2 separate regions of the Sus scrofa genome follow, and region 2 is linked to region 1. Evidence: chromatin contacts called from public Hi-C data. All regions are on one chromosome and are shown on one strand. The core of a region is the stretch at or near the end of the contact, and the rest is flanking DNA. Distances in the headings are between cores, read along the strand shown. Region 1 has its middle 10 kb from the start of ZMYM3. Region 2 holds the start of TAF1 (transcription initiation factor TFIID subunit 1).

Region 1 (5,838 bases), core at 2,281-4,780:
TTTTTAGGGCCACACTTTGGCATATGGAAGTTCCCATGCTAGGGGTCGAATTGTTGCTGCAGTTGCCAGCCTATACCACAGCCATAGCGACACCAGATCTGAGCTGTGGCTTGAGGCAATGCTGGATCCTTAACCCACTGAATGAGGCCAGGGATTTAACCCGAATTCTCATGGATACTAGTCCGGTTCTTAACCCACTGAGCCACAATGGGAACTCCTTATGATTGTATTCTAACTGGTGTCCTTATCTTCTAGCTTATCTCCTCCAATCTTTTCTATACACTGTTGCTGGGGTGATCCTAGTAAGCTGAATAATGCCCCCCCACCCCCAAAGATATCCATGTTCTAGTTCCTGGAGCCTGTCAATGTTACCTTATATGGCAACAAGGTAGAACTTTGCAGATGTGATTAAGTTAAGGGTCTTAAGATGGGGAAATTTTTTTAATATACAATGGAGGTAAGTCTTGTTTTATTATTTATTTATTTATTTTTTTGTCTTTTTAGGGCTGCACCTACAGCATATGGAAGTTCCCAGGCTAGGGGTTGAATCAGAGCTCCAGCTGCTGGCCTACACCATAGCTCATGGCAACACCAGACGCTTAACCCACTGAGCGAGGCCAGGGATTGAATGTGCATCCTCATGTATACTATTCGGGTTTGTTACTGCTGAGCCACAATAGGAACTCCGTAAGTTACTTTTTAAAAATCCTCCAATCTCTTTCCATCACCTATAGGTTAAAGTAAAAACTTCTAAGCATGGCACAGGTTCTTAATTTTTTGGCCTGTGTCTATCTCTATAACCTAATTTCCTGTCACTCGGCCTCTCCACTTTTCTTCGGCCGTGACAAATTTCCTAAACATAGGTCATTCTGTCTTTGACCCTTTGCACACTGATCTGTCTGACTTCAACCTTTTATTTAAGACCCAATTCAAAGGCGTTTTTTTCTGTGAAGCCATTCCTGATCCACTCAGGAGAGCTGTGCTGCCATTACCCCTAATATGATACTATTATTGGTCTACAGTATTGAAATTGCTTGTTCATATTAACATTTCTCTGCTTACATTGTGATTGCTTTGAGGAGAGAGACAAAGTACAAGAATTTTTCTTTTAATTTGTTGTTCTAGTTTTCCAATCTTGTAAACAGCTGGGGTGATTAACAATGTATCAATTCATTAAAATGTTATTGAATCCATAGTAGCCTTTTAGTAACTATGTATTTTTTCACTCAACAGACACTAAAAGCCATCATTCAGGAGTCTACATTTGATACTGAGTCCTCCTAGATCTTTTTTGCTTTATGTAGAAAGATAGCTGAAGTTTTTTCTTTTTTTCTTCTTTGGTTGGGACTGAGGCATGTAGAAGTTCCTGGGCCAGGGATCTAACCTATGCCACAACAGACACCTGAGCCACTGCAGTGGCAATGCTGGATTCTTAACCCTTTATGCCACAAGAGAACTCCTACAGTGTTTTTTTAAGTGAGAAAGTATATACTCAGAAAAGTACATATAACTTAATCCTACTTGTATAAACTTTGATCAGGACAGTACAAACATAGAAAATAGAAATGCCAGAATATAGTTATAATTATAACCACTAGGAAGAACAGAGGAAGAGACTTTTTTCCTTTTCACTCTTGGGTTTAAAAAATTTTTTTTTCCGTAAGCAGGGGAAAATGCCTTTTTCAGAACAGAGGTAATATTTCTTTTTTCATAACAAAGGTGTTATTTATTCTCAAAAAGTTTGGGAACCATTGGTCTAGATATATATCCAATATGGTAGCCACTAGCCACATGTGACTATTTACATTTTAGTTAATTAAAATGAAATGGAGGGCGTTCCCATCGTGGCACAGTGGAAGCAAATTCGACTAGGAACCATGAGGTTGCAGGTTTGATCCCTGGACTTGATCAGCAGGTCAAGGATTCGGCATTGCGGTGAGCTGTGGTGTAGGTCGCAGACGCGGCTCAGATCTGGTGTGGCTGTGGCTGTGGCTGGCAGCAACAGCTCCGATTGGACTCCTAGCCTGGGAACCTCCATGTGCCGCGGGTTCGGCCCTAAAAAGATAGAAAGACCAAAAATAAATAAATAAATAAAATAAAACAAAATAAAGTGGAATTGAGGATTCAGTTCTTCAGTCGCACTAATCCTATTTCAAGTTCTCAATGGCCGCATATGGCCAGTAGCTACTATGTTGAACAGAACAGATATAGAACATTTCTATCATTGCAGAAGGTTCTAGACAGTGTAGGTCTAGTTCACTGTGTCCCTACCTAAGGTGGCACCAGTCAGGACACCCCAAACCTTTAGTGTGAGTTAATTAGTGGTAATTAACTGTAAACAACTATCAGTTGAGCCTTGTAGCCCTTTATTAACCACAGGGCTAGTTAGGCATTACTGAAAAATGAAGGTGATTCCCTAATTGGCATACTATGAAATAGAGAGTCAGTCTGATCTGGAGGTCTACAGTGTATCCATGGCAATGACGACACCTGTTGAATCTCTCTGTAAATCATAGGGAACAATGGTGATATTTGGACTGCTGGGTTCCCTGGTTACCATGGAAATGAGGGTGCTGGTTACAATTCTGTGTAATCACGAAGAGACTAAAGTATCGAGGCTCCCTCCCCTCCCCGACCCTTTCCTAAAACCATAACCATAGTGATGACTATTTCAGTTGGGCTTCAGGAGTAAACCTGGCAGCAGAAGCATCTGGAAAATCAGATTAAGTAAGAAGTGTCAGAGTGCAAGCCCTAATGAGGAAGTGTGAAAAAAGAAATATGGCGGGGTATTATTTCAGTAGGAAAAGGCTAGATCTACTACACTAAATACAATGACATTGTTACTCCAGCTGCTTGCACAGGCGCAGTGCTCTGAGCACGCCTACGCGCACATTTTCTCCCCTTCTCTCTCCCTCTTTGCACTTTCCTCTCCCTTTTTTCCCTTCTCCTTTCCCCCCTCCCATCACTTGGTCTTTCAGTCTTTCCGTTAGGCCGTTGATGGCTCTCCTTCCGACCCCTCCACCCCCCTCCCCCTTTCCCCCCTCCCCCCTTCCTTTTCCGTCTCTAGCGGACGCAGTTTGCGCATGCGGATTCGGTACAAAGCCTCGCTCTTTGTCCCCATCTGTCGTTCACACGAACTCAAGTCTTTCGCATTCGGTAGCCAATAAGATCGAAGAAATGGTGGAGAAACGATTCCGCCTCTGGAGATGAACGTTGATTGGCAGGTAAGATACCCAATCGGGAACGCCACTTTGTACCCCTAGGGAGGCACCGAGCTCCGTCGTCTCGTTTCCGGCGGTCGCGCGCTCTTTTCTCGGGACGGTAGAGGCCGTGTAGCGTCGCCGTTACTCTGAGGAGAAAACAGTCGGTAGAGGGTGAGTTTGGGGACGACTTAGTACTTGTTTGAGAGGAGAGTACGATTTCTTGCGACAATCGGTGAAGGAAGAGGCGAGGGCGAGGCTGGGGTTGGAGGGAGGTGGGCCGATCGTTCCGAGGCCCCTTGAGGCCTTGTCCCCGCCGCCACACGGCTTCCTCAGCCCACCCGCGGGGGCCCATAGCTCTCCACTGGCCTAGCCTTCTGCTTTAACCTGGCTCTCGTTTCTCTTCTCTCCCAGTTTCTTTGTGCGGCTCATTTTGGAATCTGAGCCCCGTCAGTAAGTTTCCCGGCTCTTCAGCCGCTCTGGGCCTGAGGGTGTGGGGTCTATTATCCGAAAGCCCTGAGGTCGAGGCTGGAGGAGGAGGAGGAGGCGCTTTGTCGGGCGCTCCTCCTCTCGGCCTCGCGAGGCCATTAATTCCGAAGGAGAAAGTGGGCGCCCCCCCACCCCCACCCCAGCGATGTTTCTTTGTCAAAACTCTTAGCTGGGAAGTTCATCTGCTAGTCCAGCCCCCGCCGCTTTTCCTCGGCAGGTTCCCAGAGGCCTTTTAATTTTTTTTATTTTTAATTTTTTTTTTTTTTTTTTAGTCTTGTTGCCTAGCTACTCGACCCGTTTATGACACCACTTTTTAAAGATGATTTTTACGGATTTCCTGGTGGGTATTTTCCGTTTGGGAAAATGATTGTCATAAGCTGACACCTTTCTTTGTGTTAACAGAGAAGTCGAGGTTAGGACTGGGAGGTACTTTGCTATCTTCAGTCGAAGTAGAGGTAGGTGTAGCGTTGCCAGATTACAGGACATCCCGTTAGATTTGAACTTCATTTAGGCCACAGATTCTCTTTTAGAATACGTTGCATGGGACTTACACTAAAAATCATTCATTTTTTTAAGAATCTGAAACTCAAACTTAACTGTAGCATATTTTTTTTTATTTGATAAATTTGGCAACTCTAATGAGGGAGAGTATCGGCTAGATTTATAGTGTGTCTTTGTCCAACTTTTCTTGTTACTAAATGAAGGTCCTAAGAGACTCTTTAGGAAAGGACCTTACCATGCCAGTCCTCCCTACAGCTTTTAACAGGTCCACATCCAGGCATCCACCTCAGTCTGGTAGATTTTTTTCTAGATTTACTCCCACAGTCTGCACTTAAGAAGTTGATCCTTTTCCTGAAAATTAAGGGAACATTTTTTTAGATTTCAAATATGTGTGATGTAGTGTTTGGTCCTGTACCTGAACAAGATTTGTGCAAATCTTGTTTTAGGTGTGCCTAATAGCCCCGTCTTTCTAATAACAACAATACATATTTTCTCTCAGGAAGTCCATGAGGGCAAATAGATAGAAATCCTCACTGGTGGTTTTATGCTTTCTTCTCTTCTCGGAGGCCCAATGGTTAGGGGTGCAGTGAATTTATTACTCGGATGTCTGCATGTATTTCCAAATTATATCAATGGTCATCATCAGAAGTACATAATAGGGGCAATATTTATTGAGTACTTGGTATTTTGTGGGCACTGTTTCAGGTGATTTATACAATATTAGTGGTCACCGTTGAATACCTGCTTGAGAAATAATAAACTGGAAAGATTATAAATATTAGCATTATGGAGACATTTATTACACAAAAAGGTAGGTAGTTTGGTTGTAAAAGTGATTTTTTTGCTAGAATCCAGAAGATCAGGGGAAGAATGTAATTGATGCCGTTTGTCTAACTGAAGCACCCACCAACCACATGCAGAAATAGAGGTAGTGTTGGCTAGCAGGAACAAGTGACTGCTGCTTACATGATTTTTAAATATTTTTAAAATAACTAGCCCTGTGCAGTAGATGTTATCTCCCATCTTACAGATGAGGAAGCTGAAGCTAAGAGGTTAGGTGACACGCTACTAAGTTTTTTTTGGATTTTAAAGTCTAAAGTCAAGATGAGTTTAGTTACACAGTTTGTAGCATAGCATAGTGATGAGTATGAGCTTAAGAATTCAACAGCTCCATCTCGTTTGTGTGACCTTGGATGTGCATCAGTTTTCTTATTCAGAAGAATGATAGTTGTGAGTACTAAATGAGATAATACAGGCTTAGTACAGTGCCTGACATATAGTAATCGATAACTATCTGATACTAGCATCTTAACTACCAGACTTCACTTTATGAAACCAAAAATAACCTTCCTTGAAGTAATCTGAAATGGTTTATAACATCCCAGTGCTCAAGGAGATCGTTTCTGCTAAGAAGCTGTGAAATGGTCTTTTGAAAAGCAGTGGTGAGGTGTGGTTAGAATGTAAATATATGGAGTTTTTAAGGATTTCTATTAACATATACATTGTGCATTCCTGAATGGGATGCAAGGTATTGAGGCTGGGGCCACTAACTCCTAAATTAAAGGCTGGAGAAGAAAAAGAGGCTCCTTGGATTTTAGCCAGAGGTAAGAAGGTAAGAAGACCTAGTGAGAGAAATGGCTGTGAAGAT
Region 2 (5,838 bases), core at 1,971-4,470, 92 kb after region 1:
GCCGGATCCTTAACCTACTGAGCGAGGCCAGGGATCAAACCCACATCTTCACAGAGACAACATCGGGTCTTAACCTGCTGAGCCACAATGGGAACTCCTGTACTTATTTTTCTACATCAGATAATCAGGGTAGGGAACTGTCTGCCCTAACATCGATTCTCTAGTTCCTGCCCACCCCTTACCTATTCATCTCCAGGATTTAGCTTCATTTCCTGGTTTTCAATAATGACAGTCCTGTTAGTTCCCTTTCAGTGATTTTTCTCACACAGCATTCAGGAAACAATTATCAAGCTCCCACTGTGTTGCAGGCATGACTTTGCTAGGGGCTGGGTTGTAAAGACAAGATGTATCATTGAATATCTTTTGCCTCTTTAGTTATCTCAGGAAAATATCCTTCCTTTTTTTTTTTTTTTTAGGGCTGCATCTGTGGCATGTGGAGGTTCCCAGGCTAGGGGTTGAATTAGAGCTATAGTCGCTGGCCTATGCCACAGCCACAGCCACACCAGATCCGAGCCTTGTCTGGGACCTACACCACAGTTCACGGCAATGCTGGATTCTTAACACACTGAGCGAGGCCAGGGATCAAACCTGCATCCTGATGGATGCTAGTCAGATCCGTTTCTGCTGAGCCACGACGGGAACTCCCTCCTTCCTCTGTTTGTTATAAAAATAAACTAATCCTGGCTGGCAACTGCAAATAGTGCTGGTGCACTATTAAGTGCATGAGTAAGGAAGAGCAAAATCATGTTTTTGTTTTAGAAAAGCTTTATTGAGGTGTAATTTACATACTGTAAAATTCACTCATTTAAAGTGTACAATTTCATGATTTTTAGTAAACTTACTGAGTCATGCCATCACCAAAATTCAGTTTGAGAACATTTCCATCACCCAAAGAGATCCCTCATGCAGTTAATCCCTTGTAGTCATCCCCAGACCTAGGCAACTACTCATCTCCTTTTATTTTCTGAACATTTCATATAAATGGAGTCAAACAATATGTGGTCATTTTGAACTCTTTCCTTTCATTTGGCATGTTTTCAAGGTTCATCCATCCATTTTCTAGCCCATATGGGTACTTAATTTCTTTTTACTGCTGAATAATATTCTACTGTATAAGTATACCAGATTTTATCTACTCATAGTTGAGGGACGTTTGGATTCTTTTTTTTTGATTATTTCTACACTTTAGCTATTACAAATAGTGCTGCTATGAACCTTCATATAGAACGTTTTGTGTGGATATCCTTTCAATTCTCTTGGGTATATACCTGTTAAGTGGAATTGTTGGGTTACATAGTAAAGTAATGCAAAACCACATTTTGAGTCAAGAATGGCATCTTTATAGTATCTGAAGTCCCCTTCCACATTTCACAAGCATCTAGGTACATCTAATTGAACATCTGTATCTCTGCTTTTCCTCAAGCACAAGTGTCCAAGAGACAATATGAGATACATTAAAAAACGTATTCTATTTTTTGGCCATACTCACGGTACATAGAAGTTCCCAGGCCAGGGACTGCCACAAGAGAACTCTTCCATTTTGCTTTTTTGTCTTTTTGAGGGCCACGCCCTACATGCAGGTTTTTGTAGAGCTTTGTTATCTGGCCTAGAAATATAACTACTGTTAGAATATTCCACAGGACATCCATGCAGTGAAGTACTAAGCAGACATTAAAAAAAAGAATGAGGAAGAACCCTATGAAGTGGTACAGTGTGATTTCCAGGCTATATTATTAAGTGGAAAAAAACAAAACAAAACAAAAAGAATGTATAAATAGTATTCTAACTTTTTTTTTTCTTTTTAGGGCCACACCTGTGGCACATGGAAATCCCCAGGCTAGGGGTCCAACTGGAGTTGTAGCTGCCAGCCTACACCACAGCCACAGCCATGCAGGATTCAAGCCAAGTCAGTGACCTATGCCAAAGCTCATGGCAACACTGGGTCCTTAACCCACTGAGCGAGGCCAGGGGTCGAACTTGCATCCTCATGGATACTAGTAGGGTTCATAACCTGCTGAGCCACAATGGGGAACTCTAGGTGGTGTTAGCTTTGAATTGAAGGTGTTAGTATAAACTCATTCTTTTATTTTATTTTTTTTTTAGTTCTCTCCAATGAAAGGGCCTACAAGCAACGATGCCCCAGTTTCTAAGCACTATTCCCCACTAAAAAGAACCAGGGCCACTTGGAGAAATGGCTTATATCAGGTCTGCGACAGGGAATGCACAGAGTAAGTCTTGAACACCTTGTGCCAAAAAGCAAGGACGTGCTCAATAATAATAAGAGTAAGTCTTGAACACCTTGTGCCAAAAAGCAAGGACGTGCTCATATCAAAAGGACACAGGAGCCAGAGTGAAGTGGTTCCCAGTGGACAGTCAGAGCATCAAAGATAATAATGGTGCTAGACTGTAACACATTAAAATAAAAATGCAAGAAAAGAGGTAAGAAAAGGGAAAGTTCTCCTTTACTAAGTCCAGTTAATAAATGTAGAAGGAATTAATAATTAGCAAAATCACCCTTTTGCACTCTTCCAATAACTGATTCAGGCAAGGATCACCAACAGATGCTAAAACCTTTAGGTGTAAGGGCGATGGGGAATAGAATATATACACGATTTCAAAGTATCACCCCCTAGATTATGTACTAATTATAAGAGGAAAAATGTGCTATTGCGACAGAGAAATCTGGTGGACACCCTTTTTTGAAGTGATCAAATTCAGCATCAGCAACATTGGGACAACCTGACATTGTGCTTTCTGATGGCTGCCGGTAAGATATTTAACTTGAATCGCTTTAAAGAAAAAATTAGATGAATTCTTCCCAAAATGTAGTAGTATCATGCAACACAGAGAAAGAGGCTGAACCCTGAATGGATCCCGGACTGAAATGTAAAATGCTCCAATTAAGACAACTGAATAAATTTAAACATGGACTGTATGTTAAACGATATTGAATTAATGTTAAGTTCTTAAGATGTGCTAATAGTATTGTGGCTATGTAGAAAAAAGTATTTTTGGGGTGAAGACTTTCAAAAGGTTCGGGGAAACAAAAACTGGCAGTGTTTAAACTGAATCTAGGTGAAGGGTCGGCTATTTTATTCACCTTTTACTTTAACACCCCGAAAAAAAGGGGGTGTGTGTCAATTCAAAACAACCAACCTGCAAAGGTACCTTTGGCACAGTGACGAAGCGGTAAAGCAACTGATAGCAGAGATGAAAAGGACCCAACCCTTACTTCCATTTCCTGTGCCGTAGTGACGTGTAGTTACCGGGACGCAGACCATGTGACCCAGGTGACTCCTTCTGATTGGAGAAATAGCCGTCGCTCCCTCAGTGCGCAGACACGGAGCCTACGCAGAAAAGTGGATGGGGGCGGGACCAAGTATTTTCTTTGACCAACCGCTTTCCACGAATCCAGCGCGGATAGTCCAATCCAAAGCCGCTAGTAAAGTAGTGACACCAATTCTCCTTTCTCGTAGGACGGGCGGTCTTTCCGGTTCTTTTTTTCCTTTATGCCGCTTCCGGTGGGGGCTGGTAAGGTGTAGGAACTCTGCGAGTCACTTCTGGGCGACTCATTTTTATTTCCGGTCTATGGGACGAAGCTGCGATTTGCCGTTGCCTGTAGCAGCTGCCGGCACCGACGCCGCCATCATGTCGGACACAGACAGCGATGAAGATTCCGCTGGAGGCGGCCCATTTTCTTTAACCGGTTTCCTTTTCGGCAACATCAATGGAGCCGGGCAGCTGGAGGGGGAAAGCGTGTTGGACGATGTGAGGGGGTGGGAGAGGGAATAGGGCTGGAGGGTGGATCGGCTAGGGAATACGTGAAGTGAGGGGAGTTGAGGGTGCTTAGGACAGGAGACTAGAGGGCGCGCTCAACGTGCGAGAAAACCAGAGAAGCGGCTGCGCTGCTAGTGGGTTGTGTTGTAACCCAGAACTAGGGGGCTCGGTTCTGGACGAGGGTTGGGGCCAGAGAGGAGAACGATAGGCAAGACCTGGTACGTCAGCGACGCTGATATGGGTGACTTCCAAGCTAATTCTTCTTGACCAGGGAATAGGAAAAATAGCAGCTTAACCTAGTGATTGCTTTCAAACCATTGCCGTAAGAGCCTTGGCTATTTCTTGAAACTGTCTGCCTTTGTGACCTCACTGACTAGACGTGGCTCTAGAGCAAGAGGACTGATCTGCAACAAATCATGTGGTTCAGGCCCCAGTTCTTAACCATCCAGGGCAGACCCCTTCTGGTTCCAGGGCACTTCTTACATGGTTTTCCCACTGTTCGTTGAGGGTCCTGAAGTAGTTTCCTGTGGCCAGCGGACACTCACCTGTACTCATTTAAGTTCATTATTTCAAGGAGAAAATATTGACCAACAATATTCCTCCTTCCCTGCAATACAAATAAAAGATAGCAATAAAGTTCCTGCCTTTGCTTTCTCTTCGAAATGACCTCAGTTTCCTTAGCCTTTATTCAGAGAACTGCTGTTACATTCATTCAGTCTTGGTAGTGGTTCCTTGAATAATCTTTTTCTTTTCTTTTTTCTTTTTTTGTCTTTTGTTGTTGTTGTTTTGTTGTTGTTGTTGTTGCTATCTCTTGGGCCGCTTCCGCGGCATATGGAGGTTCCCAGGCTAGGGGTTGAATCGGAGCTGTAGCCACCGGCCTACACCAGAGCCACAGCAACGCGGGATCCGAGCCGCGTCTGCGACCTACACCACAACTCACAGCAACGCCGGATCTTTAACCCACTGAGCAAGGGCAGGGACCGAACCCGCGACCTCATGGTTCCTAGTCGGATTCGTTAACCACTGCGCCACGACGGGAACTCCGAATAATCTTTTTCTTACATTACTTTAAATGGTGGTGAAATTGGACATGATAATAAAGATCTGATCAATGTTGAGTTCAGTGGAAGATGTACTTTACAGTTCTCAAATGTGGTGCTCCCTTAGCACATCACTGAGTCATTTTATATATGGATTTATCACTTGTGGAGCTGAGAAATAAGCCTTATGGTGTGGGAAACATTTAGTTAATTGTCTTTGATTCTAGCGCTGTCCCTTTTTCAGGAGTGTAAGAAGCACTTGGCAGGCTTGGGGGCTTTGGGTCTGGGCAGCCTGATCACTGAACTCACAGCAAATGAAGAATTGACTGGGACTGATGGTGCCCTGGTAAATGATGAAGGTGAAGTCTGGGTTGTGTGGAGTAAGATGGGGGAGGAGGCTAGCCACTTACTGTTACGTGTACTTTTCAGCGGGAATTATCTAAGTGAGTGAGAGTTATTTGCTTTTTGTTTAGATCTTCCTCCTCCTTACTTTATAGGATGGATCAGGAGTACAGAAGATGCTGTGGACTATTCAGACATCAATGAGGTAGCAGAAGATGAAAGCCGAAGATATCAACAGACAATGGGGAGCTTGCAGCCCCTGTGCCACTCAGGTGATTCTTTGATGTCATCAGTAAGAATGTTACAGTACATTTTCTTGCTGTGTGGTCCAGTTTCTATACAAGCTTTTTGTCATTGTTCTTTGCTTCTCTTCCTTTGTCAGCTCAGTTTCAAGTAGCTGCTAGCTTCTTTTGTGTTCTGGGGCAGTGTTGCTATACTCAGGCTTTTATTCTTCATACTCGTTAGTCTCAAATTTTTGGTGAATGCCAAATAGGAATGATAATGCTTTCCTCCTTATCATTTGTTATTTAAGTATCTATGGAGTTTACAGTACAGTTTTAGATGGTTTTTAAACTCAGTCTTTGCGTACATGAAATTGGTGTTTCAAGAAGGATTAAGTAGGAACTCCCTTGCGCAGTAGCTTAAGGATCCAGTGTTGTCACGGCAGTGGCTCTGGCCA

The links. A called contact is a pair of places that touch in the nucleus more often than the background predicts.
Region 2: a contact with region 1 is called in a Hi-C map of skeletal muscle, with 5 times the contacts expected there. The contact joins the promoter of TAF1 here to the enhancer-like site in region 1. A contact is called at or near these places in 12 of 47 Hi-C or Micro-C datasets (alveolar macrophages, brain, fetal liver and 5 more) and 2 of 2 datasets of contacts at active chromatin or transcription factors (alveolar macrophages and skeletal muscle).

What each region holds. Positions count from the first base shown.
Region 1 is chrX:57,286,496-57,292,333 of Sscrofa11.1, forward strand. No RefSeq gene overlaps it. Among named protein-coding and RNA genes, the nearest start is that of ZMYM3, 10 kb to the left of the region's middle. Within about 2 kb of position 3,531, at least 66 of the 83 cell types and tissues checked have an H3K27ac peak or open chromatin away from gene starts, as enhancers often do. A contact at or near this core is called in alveolar macrophages, fetal liver, liver and 1 more, where this site is marked.
Region 2 is chrX:57,378,991-57,384,828 of Sscrofa11.1, forward strand. It overlaps TAF1 (transcription initiation factor TFIID subunit 1), which reads left to right and starts at 3,221. Exons shown (of 38, transcript XM_021079953.1): 1 at 3,221-3,768; 2 at 5,062-5,176; 3 at 5,315-5,431. The coding sequence starts at 3,364. LOC110257711 (a long non-coding RNA gene) reads right to left here and starts at 3,244. Exons shown (of 2, transcript XR_002340621.1): 1 at 3,157-3,244; 2 at 1,162-1,606. It overlaps LOC100620825 (rho-related GTP-binding protein RhoG-like), which reads left to right. Exons shown (of 3, transcript XM_005659070.3): 3 at 1-1,112.